Linked DNA regions of Macaca mulatta: region 2 is linked to region 1. A link is a contact called in public Hi-C data. All regions are on one chromosome and are shown on one strand. Each heading gives the region's core, a stretch centred on a gene start, on an enhancer-like site or on the middle of the called end of the contact. The rest is flanking DNA. Distances are from core to core; before and after follow the strand shown.

What was found. Hi-C and Micro-C count contacts between places; a contact is called where the count stands out from the background.
Region 2: a contact with region 1 is called in a Hi-C map of fetal cortex germinal zone, with 5 times the contacts expected there. The contact joins the promoter of HNRNPU here to the promoter of EFCAB2 in region 1. A contact is called at or near these places in 7 of 14 Hi-C or Micro-C datasets (CD4 T cells, blood, cortical neurons and 3 more).

The regions. Positions count from the first base shown.
Region 1 is chr1:4,137,719-4,143,954 of T2T-MMU8v2.0, forward strand. It overlaps EFCAB2 (EF-hand calcium binding domain 2), which reads right to left and starts at 2,610. Exons shown (of 6, transcript XM_077998155.1): 1 at 2,486-2,610.
Region 2 is chr1:4,245,068-4,251,822 of T2T-MMU8v2.0, forward strand. It overlaps HNRNPU (heterogeneous nuclear ribonucleoprotein U), which reads left to right and starts at 2,567. Exons shown (of 14, transcript XM_002802090.4): 1 at 2,567-3,438; 2 at 4,391-4,502; 3 at 4,590-4,663; 4 at 6,664-6,755. The coding sequence starts at 2,805.

The sequences.
Region 1 (6,236 bases), core at 1,360-3,859:
CATCTTTGTATCTTTCAAAGTTCTAAGTAGAATGAATGCCTTATCTACATAATGGCATTAGATATATGTATTCTGAATGAATGGCATCCACCTTTTAACAGTGATTATTTCTTCTATGAGAATTGTTTCTCTGAATTTATTTTAAATAGAAAAATAGTTCAAAAGCTGAAAAATCAGGAAAACTCTCAATTTTAAAAACCGATAAATACTGTATTTGTACCATACTCCAGTGCGTTTTTTCTCATGCTGACCTAACCTTTTTTAAGAAAATAAATATCCATAATTACCTGCTAGTTTATCTCCTAATGGTTTTCCTTTTTTTTTTTTTCTTTTTTTTTTTTGGTAAATAAAAATAAGCCATCAATTTTTCAGGGAAAGTTTTAAAACCACCCTTTTCTTTGTATGCAAGGGCACCTTTGTAAAGTAATACCTATAAAATAATCCTGGCTTCTCGGATTAATATTATATAAAAATCACAGTATCCTTGTTATCAATAGGTAGACCGTTGGCACAGTTTCATGTGTGTCTTCGCCGATTTTCTGTGATCACCGGAACAAGTGACTAAATATCTCAGGATTCGTTTCTTCCCTTGTAAATATTAGCTGTTAACCTGACCACACTTGGTTCTGTGCAGAGAAAAATGGTTTGAGGGGGTGTTTTGAGCACTCCAGAAAGAAAACAAAGGAGGAATATTTTCACTTCCTACTTGTTTACCTTTACTGTTTTATGGCTTTTTGGATATTTTTGGGTAACACAATTATTTTTGAGTACCTAAGGGCATGGTAACCAAGGATCGGGTTTTAATCCTACCATTAATCACACCATGAATTGAAAACAACATGAAAGGTCTTGCAAATAAACGTAATCACTTTTTGGCGTCTCCGCACAGGCAACACACCGATGCCTCTGATCTGGCGACCTTAAGCCTCGAAGCGCAGTCCCGCCTCTGCAGGCGGCCACCGCGCGGGGCTGGGTGGTCCCCCGGGGACCGCGAGCGGTTCCAAGGTCTCCGCCAGATTTTGGTTTTCATCTTTATTAAAACTGCTGTTTAGGTGTGTGTCTTTTTTTTCTTTTTTTTTTTTTTAAGACAAGACAACAGGCCAGTTGCGCGACGCAAGCCGGCCGCGGGGCAGGCATTTCGGAGCACCGGGAAGCTCGGAGGCAGCGGCGGTGACCTCCAGACCGTCCTCCTGCGTCCTCATTAAGGAGGCAAAATGGTGGCCGCGAACGCCATCAGGCTGCGCCAGGGCGGGGTTTCGGCGCCAACACAGAGGATCCCGCCAGATTCTGGCGGCCAGAACTCCTCCTCACCCAGGCCACCCCCCGGGGCCCACAGCCTGGACCGCTACGGGCGTGGCACCTGCGGCACCGAGACCCCCGGCGAGGGTGTGGAGGCGGCGACGACTTCCCCGCGACAGTGAACAACGACGCCATTATCAGCACCCCCTGCCGGCGCCTCCGGCGCAGCCCGCGCAGGAGCCGAGGCCCGGCCTCCGAGGGAGGGGGAAGGAGGACGCGGCGGGAGGAGAGGAAGAGGGGGAGGAGGGCGAGAGGAGGGGAGAGAGAACAGGGCGGGAGGAGGGAGGAGACGGCGGGAGGAGGGAGAAGAAGGCGGGAGGAGGGAGAAGAAGGCGGGAGGAGGGGAGACAGGCGGGGCGGGGCGGAGCGGCAGGCCGGGCTGGCTGCGGGGACGGGGGCAGGGCGGCGGCGGCTGCTGCTGCTGCGGGATGGCCCCCTCCTCGGGCCACCCTCTCCCTGCGGCTGGGGACTCCAGATGGACGAGGGCCCACCCCACCCGGCGCTTCCCCGTGCGACCCGGTGTCGCGGCGGGCGGCGAGGCCAGCGGCTCCCCGTCGCCCCTACCTTACCTTCCCTGTCTTTCTCGTCCGCCATCTTGCTGCGGAGCCGGTCGCCTGGGAGATGCCTAACGATAACCTCGGCCGCGGTGTCCCGGCCTGCTCAGCGCCCCGCGGCGAGCCTGGCTTGGAGGAGGGGCCGCTCCGAATTCTGGGGGAGGAAGACCCTTGGGCGGGGCGGGGCGGGGAGAAGGCTCCGAGCGCGCGCCGCGTCCCCGCTTCCCGCCACGACCCTCGCGCTGGGGGAAGACCAGAAGCCGCGTCTGCCACCCGGCCCCCAACCTTGTCCCTGCAGACCCGAGGCCGGGGCCCGACTAGTCGCGGGCCTAGCAGTGTTACTTCATCACACGCTCCCCAGCCCCCCTTCCCTTATTTCTCATCCATTTGGGGACAGCACGCGCGCGCACACACCCTCGCCCCTCCTGTCCTGTTTGTGCGACGTGGCGTTGCTCGATTTTTGTTGTGAACTGCAGATTTTGAAAAGCGCCGGAGAGCTAGGTGAAGAGCTGGGCTCCCGAGGGGGTGACAGAACCAGCCCGCGGCCCGACCTCCTCCTCCCGCTTCCCATCGGCCCGGCTGCTGCAGAACGGCCGCGCCTGCCCTCCCGGTTTCTCCCGTCCAGTCCTCACCGTCCTTTCCCAGAGAAAGCGGCAGCACAGCCTATGACAACTAAGCTGAAACGGAAAAACTGGGCCGGGCGCAAGAGGAAACCAGAGCCATTCGACTATTATTACTAGAGGAGAGGAATAGCTGTAGAAAAACATGCGCAAAATAGGCACAAACATTGCGTCGTCAAGGCTGCAATGTCTCATACAAAATAGAAGGTTCTCATAGCAACAAAAACGTGCCCATGTTGTGCTCAGTGTTAACATGCGTTAAAATGTTCTTAGTTGTGAAATTTGACATGACCGCTGGTTAAAGTTACAATGGAAGTTTTAAATCCTGCTTTCCGGAAACTTTGCAGCCATAGCATGAGGTTAAATTTTTCTTATTTTCAGGACAAGTTTACTTATACTGGAATATAGTAAAGCTCTTTTTATAAAGAGCTTTGAATAAAATACCTAACGATGTGGTTCAAACGAACACATTTTCAAAACTAATTTTAAATGGTATTTCAGTGCATATGTTATGTAAAAGCAATTTATAAACTAAATTAAATTTTAAGAGCCTTCAAAATACAAAGTACTCGTATTTAATGACTTAACAGTTTTAATGCTTTTATTCTGTTTCTATAATCTCTCAGGAAATCCTGACTATATTTTTATTAAAATAACTTTTTCTGTAGAAGATACCCATTTGGTGCTGTGATCAGCATTCTGCCTGAAATTGAATATAAACAACTGAATCATTACAAAATGGCTCATGTTAGAAGATACTTAAAACGAATACAATCTTGTACAGTAAATTTTTAACACCCCAAAATAACGAAAAGTAATTATTAGCATTCATTTATATCTACATCTCAGTCAATATGATCTAAATATTTGTGTTTAAAGCCTCCCCCTCTCCATATAGATAATGAAGGGCTTTGAAATAAGTGTAGGAAACCCTAAGTTTGGTCTCAGGCTTGCTATTCATTCACTATGCTTTTTCGTCTGCTGTTTACAGTTTCCTTTTTCTGGAGCGTCTTTCTCTGCTCTCTCCCCCGCCATCATTTCAGCTTCCCACAAACACACATTTGTCCCCTCCTGGTTGTCATGCAGGATGACTGTCTTTGTTTTTGTTTTTGTCTTTTGTTTTTCGAGACAGGGTCTCGCTCTGTCCTCCGGGATGGAGTGCAGTGGTGCGATCTCTGCTCACAGCAGCTTCCGCCTCCCGGTCTCAAGTGACCCTCCCACCTCAACCTCCCAAGTAGCTGGGAGGAGAGGCTTGCGCCACCATGTCTGCTAGTTTTTGTATTTTTTGTAGAGACAGTGTTTCCCCCTGTTGCCCAGGCTGCTCTCAAACTCCTGAGCTCAAGCGATCTGCCGCCTGCCTCGGCCTCCCAAAGTTCTGGGATTGCAGGTGTGAGCCACCGTGCCTGGCCAGGATGACCTTCTCGAAGTCACCTACTAATTGAAGCTCTCCCTCTCAGCCTTTTCCTCTATGGCCCCATACTCATAGAGCCTCCCACATTGATTTGCAATGCTTTCTTTTTTTTTTTTTTTTTTTTTTTTTTGAGACGGAGTCTCGCTCTGTCACCCAGGCTGGAGTTCAGTGGCCGGATCTCAGCTCACTGCAAGCTCCGCCTCCCGGGTTCCCGCCATTCTCCTGCCTCAGCCTCCCGAGTAGCTGGGACTACAGGCGCCCGCCACCTCGCCCGGCTAGCTTTTTGTATTTTTTAGTAGAGACGGGGTTTCACCATGTTAGCCAGGATGGTCTCGATCTCCTGACCTCGTGATCCGCCCGTCTCGGCCTCCCAAAGTGCTGGGATTACAGGCTTGAGCCACCGCGCCCAGCCTGATTTGCAATGCTTTCGTTCGTTCACTTGTTTCCACCTGCCAAACAGTAAGGTCTTGAAGACAGAAACAGCATTATTCATTCATATATCCCCAGTATCTAGTACAGTTTTTCTGTTTGGTAATATATGTCTTAAAAATTAAGATAGGAATAAGTCTTCTCAATGACTTTTTTTCAAAAAAGACCCAGATTCAGCACGTACTGTGTGTAAGACAGACCTTCCTTTTACATTACGTTTTCTCATCAGTAAAAGTACTGGGCCAGGTGTGGTGGCTCAGGCATAATCTCAGCACTTGGGGAGGCCCAAGCGGGTGGATCACTTCAGGTCATGAGTTCAAGACCAGCCTGGCCCACATGGTAAGACCCCACCTCTATTAAAAATAGAAAAATTAGCCAGGTGTGGTGGCTCACACCTGTAATCCCAGCTACTGGGGAGGCTGAGGCAGAAGAATCGCTTGAACCCGGGAGGCAGAGGTTGCAGTGAGCCGAGATTCACCGCTGCACTCCAGCCCACATGACAGAGCAAGACTCCATCTCAAAAAAAAAAGTACCAGTATTTCATGTCAATAAAATAGAATTCTTATATAAACATATATAAATTAAAAATTATTTTGAGTTGAACAGATTTCTCTGTAAACCCCCCTGTATTTTTATATTTTTAAAACTAACTGTATTCAGCAAAGCTTTTTATTATGTAATTATTCCAAAACACATTAATCATTATTTCTCTGAACTCCTACAGCACATTTAAAACAGTACTGTTTCTCTAGGTGTGGGTGAGTAAAAAAATATTTAATATATGTTAATTAACTCCCCCATCCCCTGACCCTGCCAAGGTTTGAATAGGAGCCTACACCTTTATAAACTCTTTATATACCCACACTACCTAGCCTAATCAGGACACATATTAGTTGCTTCATACATACTTTTCAACTGCCTAATTTGCTGATTAGACATAAAAGTATATAATTCTAGAAAAGTTTCCACAAGGTGAAAATGATTATCCAAATAAAAAAGGCCCACAATGCCAGTGAGTACATTATCTGCATTATGCTAATATTTGCCTCCTTTCAACTCTGTTTGATTGTAGAAAACTGACAGATGATTATATTACACTTTTAACTCTTTAAATATTACTAGCTTGCTTTGGACTGTGGAAAACTAACTACAATCATTTTTATTCCTTAGAATATATTTTGCGGATGGGCACTGTGACTCACGCCTGTATACCTAGCACTTTGGGAGGCCGAGGTGGGCGGATCACGAGGTCAGGAGATCGAGACCATCCTGGCCAATATGGTGAAACCCCGTCTCTACTAAAATACAAAAAAAATTAGCCGGGCGAGGTGGCGGGCGCCTGTAGTCCCAGCTACTCGGGAGGCTGAGGCAGGAGAATGGCGGGAACCCGGGAGGCGGAGCTTGCAGTGAGCCGAGATCGCGCCACTGCACTCCAGCCTGGGCGACAGAGCGAGACTCCGTCTCAAAAAAAAAAAATACAAAAATTAGGTGGACGTGGTGTCGGGCGCCTGTAGTCCCAGCTACTCGGGAGGCTGAGGCAGGAGAATGGCTTGAACCCGGGAGGCAGAGGTTGCAGTGAGCCGAGATCGCGGCATTGCACTCCAGCCTGGGCGACAGAACAGGGACTTAAAAAAATAAATAAATAAAAAATAAATAAAATATATATATATATGTATATATATGTGTGTGTGTGTATATAGCTTCTGAGCTGTAGCTTGAGTAACTTTTAATATTGTATGCCGCCAAAGCATTTTTTCAGTTAAACATCTCATAATGATTTTCAGAAATTTAGAATCAGAAAATCATTTTTGATCCCACTCATGGATATATAAACTTAGGGCTAAATCAGAAAAGCAAGCACATAGTTTTAGACAATCACACTTATTTGATGCATTACTCCATGGAGTCAGATGGATACTTACA
Region 2 (6,755 bases), core at 1,317-3,816, 110 kb after region 1:
GTGCCACTGCACTCCAGCCTGGGCGACAGAGCGAGACTCCGCCTCAAAAAAAAAAAAAAAAAATGTTTTTGAGAAGGTACTGAAAAAACATTTGCTGAATAAATTGTGTGACAAACTATAGCATTTCCTTTGCTTAAACCTCAAAAACGTAAGTTAGATATGCAGAGCACCATAACTTTGTAATTACCTCTCACAGATCAATTATTCCCAGGTCATTCTCGAATCATTTTTTGTTATTGAGAATTAACTTGTCTTCTCTCCCCCGCGGTATTCTTGGTAGCCTCTAGGATTTCACAAAGGGGGAATTTAAAGTGTCCTGTAGGTCCTTCAGAGATTCACAGGAAGAGACCTGCACTTTAACCGGTCTCTGTAGAGCAGGACTATCATGACAACATTTTTAAAAAATATAAGCAGCAAAAATGATCAATAAGATATCACCATTTGTACTTTGAAGTGGTAACATAGACTATGGAATGGCGTGTTTCCCCTGTTTGTGAAGAGGATAGTACGACGATGGGTCTTTGAGCAGAAACTGTTTTTCTTTCAAATGTCTAAGGCAGCACAATGTAATGGAAAGCCCATTGGTGTGGGAGTGAGCGTCCCAGCTTCCTGGGCAGTAAAATGAACAGGCCTGATGATCGATCTCCAGGCCCCATCCAGCTCTAAAGGTCTCCAAAACTTTTGGAGATAAAGCCACGGAACTTTCTCGTGAGCATCAAAAGTTGTATTTCATGTTTTATTGCAACTGACTTAATGTTCCAAGAGTGACTGTTAGAGATCTAGTATACGTAGATATGCAAACTTTGTTTTCGTAGTTTAGTGTTTTCCAGTAAACGAAATTTGTTTTCATATCACTAATATTTAAAAGTGTAAATAATATCTAGGACACATAAATTTAAAGAACCATCATAATTGTATTTAACTCTGATTCATTAAGGGATTAATTACCTAGTTTGTGAACGTGTAAGCCCCCTGTAGCTCTCTTCCCATTTTTGAACAAAAATAAAGAAGTTTCAAATTCAAGTTGGTGGCATATTTATAACCTTCAAAGACATTATAACCAAAGGCTAAAATGAGATTCTGGCACTGTTTGGAAGTTTCTATTTTGGGGGCTCGCCTCACCACTTAACTTGAACTGGGGATTATCAGTAGTACCGTACATAGTCCATTAATTTCAAGTCAAATCATTTCACAAATGTTAATATTTCACGTATACATGGCTGCAAGGTATGACAGAATGCTTCATAAAAGCCATTGAAAATAAACTTCAAAAGTAAAATGCATCAATCAGTTAAATCCCATTAGCCTATGGGAGAAATTTCAATATGTATACCTCCAAATTTCAAATTAATAATGGGGCAATATTATTGTGCCACCTAGAGTACCAAACAGTGGGTATAAACCATCTCCTTAGTCAGATGGAACACTGGCTGGACACTGCAGATTATCTGGGGTTTAAGACGTTAACTTCTATCACGAATCTAAATTCTGACTTCCCTGTCTAAAACTTCGGGAACATCACATCTTTTATTTAAAGCGAAAAAGTAAACTTCTAACATACAAAATAACGGATTTCTTTTCAAGAGCGATAGTCCTTTTTTTTTTTTTTTTTTTTTTAACAAAATCACTGCCCTTGATTTTTCATGAACTTTAAGTTTCAGAATGATTTGGTCAAGAGTATTTCTACAGGAATAGGAAGAGAATCAAGTGGGCCTATAATCAAAGACCTAGCTGGGTCTCACCCTCATGGTTAACTACTGAGACTTCATAGCCGATGACCAGGTCCTAAAGTGGACAGAACAAGCCTTACTGGAGGTCCGTCTTTGTGGTAGGTACAGAAAACTTGGAAATGCAATTCTGTGGTTTATTTAGGGTTATTAAGAGCATGAGAATAGCCCTGCAAAGGCTGGTAAACTAGGGTTTGCAGTATGGAGTAGTAAGCAAAGCCTCTACTTCCCAGGCCCTGCACCCGGGGTGTGGAACAGACAAAAGAACGGCTCTGCCCTTGCCCTTCTCGAACTTAAAATCCAATTCGCAAAGCAGGACTTACACATATTAAATCAAATACAGCATTATGCTGAAAAGAGCCCCTGCGTGTAACAGTTGCCAATGTGTGTTATACCAGTCAAAACGATTTGAAGGAGTTTTAAACGGAAAGCTGGAGAAACATACAAGAAGGCAGATCTAAGATGGAAGAAAAGGCGGATTCGGGTTGAAATGCCAAGTTGAGGACTGAAGAAAGCATTTGGACAAAGCAGCCTCCAGGCTGGGAAGGCGAAAAGCCAAACGAGTATAGCCACCAAAGACCCAGAAAGGCCAATAGATTGTGCAGTGAGTCGGTTTAACTGAAAGGCGGTTTCCTTTTCCTCCATTTGCTCAGTCCCAATTGGAAGCGCACTGCGCGGCCTGCGCCGCGCTCTCAGCCCGGGTTCGGCGTGGGGGCGGGGAGGTAAGTACGGTAATGGGCGGGGCCGAGCGCGGGCGCGCTCCGGCTTTCCTCCTGCGCAGCGCTCCCGTCAGCGCAGGGGGCGGGGCGCCTATATTACGTGCGCGGCGCCGCCCCTGCGAGAGGACGTTGCGTGCTCGCTCGCGCCAGGCGAGTCTCCGCGTCTCCCTCGCGAACTCGGTGAAAGGAATTGGCGCCGTTCGACACCAGGCGGATCCGCTCTGCAGCACGACCCCATCTCCAGCCGCAGCCGCAGCCGCCGCCCGGGCCGAGGAGCAGCCGCAGCAGCCGCCACCAGTGGCCGAGTGAGCGGAGCCGAGTTTGAGGCAGCGCCTAGCGGTGAATCGGGGCCCTCACCATGAGTTCCTCGCCTGTTAATGTAAAAAAGCTGAAGGTGTCGGAGCTGAAAGAGGAGCTCAAGAAGCGACGCCTTTCTGACAAGGGTCTCAAGGCCGAGCTCATGGAGCGACTCCAGGCCGCGCTGGACGACGAGGAGGCCGGGGGCCGCCCCGCCATGGAGCCCGGGAACGGCAGCCTAGACCTGGGCGGGGATTCCGCCGGGCGCTCGGGAGCAGGCCTCGAGCAGGAGGCCGCGGTCGGCGGCGATGAAGAGGAGGAGGAAGAGGAAGAGGAGGAGGAAGGAATCTCCGCCCTGGACGGCGACCAGATGGAGCTAGGAGAGGAGAACGGGGCCGCGGGGGCGGCCGACTCGGGCCCGATGGAGGAGGAGGAGGCCGCCTCGGAAGACGAGAACGGCGACGATCAGGGTTTCCAGGAAGGGGAAGATGAGCTCGGGGACGAAGAGGAAGGCGCGGGCGACGAGAACGGGCACGGGGAGCAGCAGCCTCAACCGCCGGCGACGCAGCAGCAACAGACCCAACAGCAGCGCGGGGCCGCCAAGGAGGCCGCGGGGAAGAGCAGCGGCCCCACCTCGCTGTTCGCGGTGACGGTGGCGCCGCCCGGGGCGAGGCAGGGCCAGCAGCAGGCGGGAGGTAAGAAGAAGGCGGAAGGCGGCGGAGGCGGCGGTCGCCCCGGGGCTCCGGCGGCGGGTGAGTGCTGCGTTGTACGTTGCGCGCGGCGGGAGGCCCGCGCGGGGTGGGGACCGTGCCCCAGGCCTGCCGGAGCCCCGCAGGGGGAGGGAGCCCCGGGCGGGCGGGGGGCCGCGGGGAGGGTGGCGGGTGGGGGAGGGGGCGCGGGGAATCCCAGATTAGCCGAGAGGCCTCGGGCTCGGGGCGTGTGTGCGTGTGTTCGTGTGTGTGTGTGTGTGTGTGTGTGACGGCGGTGGCAGCGCCTCCATTATGTGGCTCGAGAGCCGGGGGGAGCTGCAGCTGCCGCTGGAGGGGGAGGAGCCGCGGGCGGGCGGCGGGAGGGAGCCCGGTCGGCCCGCGGTGGCGCCGTCGCGCTGCGTGCGCGCGGTGCGGGCACATGTCTCGGGGGGAGGGGAGAGGCCCCAGGTCCCGGGGCGGGCGCGCTTTGGCGGCTCCTCGCCGCTGTATTGTGCAAGGAGCGCAGGGGCTCGGCGTGACGTCACTTCCTGCGGGAGGAGCCGGGCGGGGCGGGGCGGGGGGCGGAAGATCAGTACAATGCGGCCGCGGGGAGCGCGGGCCCGCGGGGGAGGGGAGCGCCGCCGCGCCGGGCTCGGCCCCTCCCCCTCCTGCGCCCTGGTCGCGATACACGTGGGCTTCGGGCCTGGGCCGCGCAGTTTTTCTTTGGGTTTCTCGAATCATCGAGGAGACTGGCAAAATTCGTAACGTCTTTAGACTGCGTCACTAGCGCTAATCCAATTCGTAGCTGATTGTTCTTCGAATTCACATTTGAGTCCTCGGTTAAAACCTCGGTTAAAAAGCAGGATAAAGTCGAGCTGCTTTGCTTCTCGGAACGGAAAAGCGTTTTTTTGTTGTTGTTTAGCGGCTTGGCCTCTTATGGGGGTCTTGTGTGTTTTAGGGGACGGCAAAACAGAACAGAAAGGCGGAGATAAAAAGAGGGGTGTTAAAAGACCACGAGAAGATCATGGCCGTGGATATTTTGAGTACATTGAAGAGAACAAGTATAGCAGGTATAGGATGCTCACCTAGTTTTACTTGTCATCCCTTATTCGTTCGTTGATCGGAAAGCTGTATCAGGAGACAATTCTGTCTTTCAGAGCCAAATCTCCTCAGCCACCGGTTGAAGAAGAAGATGAACACTTCGATGACACAGTGGTTTGTCTTGATACTTGTAAGTGAAGCTGTTTCTCCCCAATTATGAAATGCGGTGATGGTTTTTTTTTTTTTTTTGCTTCCAAAATGTTAGAAAACTTAATGCTTAAGTGCAGCAAAAGTTGGGTTAGGTTTTTTTAAAAGCAGGAAGAGATAATGGTTTATATTCAGAACCTAGTAGTTTAATATTTAGCACGGCATCAGTTGTATCAAATGGATTATTTTACAGGCTCTAGGAGTTTCATATTTTTATGACTTGAAAGTTCTCGTTCTTAGGAAATGTAAAATTAATGCCAGTTTCTGACTAGCTAACGGAAACTTGTAACACTACCTATAATTTAGCCTTACAGGCTTCTACAATAAAGTAATTCATTTTTTTGTGGAATTATATTAAGTGAGCTATTTGGGCTAGTTAAATATTTACTAATGACTTCTCCCATTAGCACACAAGTATATTCCCTATTCTAAAAGATTGTAATATTATTTTTTCAATAACTGCTCTTTTGTTCTCAATTCCAGTTCAGTAGCTGCTGCTTTAAACATAAGTTGATTTCTTCCAAAGACCTGAGGCAGCAGCAGTGGGCTATCACTGGGCCACTAGCTTTCTTCAGCAGCGAATGGTATCAATGGCAGTGCAGCACTGTAAATACTGCTACTTCACCCAGTTGGGTTGCAATTGAGTATGAGAAAGTATTGCAAACCTCTAAGTGGGCTTTGACTGTCAGACTTGCATTTTTTTTGTTGTTGTTATAAAAAAAAGTAGTTGGTTTAGTGACCAGAATTCACAACTCTGGGTGTGATAAATAGACCAAAGAATAGAAATACCTGTTTGAAAGTATCAGCTGTGGTGTCAGCCTGCTCTGTTAGATGGAGGGCATTGAAGCTTAGCTTCTCATGTTTTCTTGTACAATTTGGTTTTATTCAGATTTGTAAGAGTGTAAATGTAAAACTCTTTCTTACTGGAATGTCCTTTACAGAAGGTTGAGATAGTCATCTGAGCCTTTTTAAAGTAAAAAACTGCAGGTGAAAAAGGAGTTAGTTGATTTGAAAGTTTTATGTGAAATTCTGGGTTGTGTAAATAAAAAGTTGCTAGGAATTGGCAAGGTAGTGAAGTGGTGACTCATGCAGGTAATGTAATTGTTAGATTTTTTAGCAAATCAGATAGGCATATGTCAATATAAACACAATGTTGAATTCAAACAATCTGTTGAATTAAATTCTGCTGATTACAGTAATTCTAATTTAAGAAAAATTCCAAACTGTAGATTTATTTTTCTCTGATCAGTAAAAAAAAAATTGAATTCCAGCTTGACTTTAGCTGTTGAAGTGAGAAGTCTGAGAAGGTGCATGTTAATGAGCCAGTGACCCATAGGTAGCTAGGTTAAAGACACTTTGGATTTGGATAATCCGGGAAGCAGTTAATCCCTAATTGTTGAACAGGCAGTCCTGGGTAAAGAGGACCTAAAATGCTGCACTATTAACAGCATTAGACGGCCAGGTTTGTACTTCATAGATTTAGGCTGTCTTCTTCACAAGTTTTAGAAGAAGAATTTAGGAGCTAGAGCCCTGGTGCAGGATCAACAGCAGCTCATACTCCTGTTTCAAAATAATTTGGTCGTGGCCTCCCTTCAGTTTTAATGTGGCACTGGTAAATCTACCTGGTTCTGGCATGCTTCACTTTGATTTCCTGCTATCCTCTACTGCTTGCCTCTAAATCAAGGTAAAGAGCAGAGCAGGTATGTATTAATGTCACATTGTCTTGATTATTTTAAATACTTAAAATATACATGTTAAACCTTGGTATTAGTTTCAGAGGCAGTTTACTTTTCAGTACATAATTTAAAAGGAGTGACTTGGTGGGAGTGGGGCTTTAAACTGAAAATTGGAACAACAGCATGATGTGGAGAAAAGTTGTGCAGCGTTAAGTACATGCAAAAATTAAATAACCAAGTTTTCTCTACATAGCATATATGTTTACATTGGATGTCAAAAGTAACACAGTATTTGATATAATTACAGATAATTGTGATCTACATTTTAAAATATCAAGAGATCGTCTCAGTGCTTCTTCCCTTACAATGGAAAGTTTTGCTTTTCTTTGGGCTGGAGGA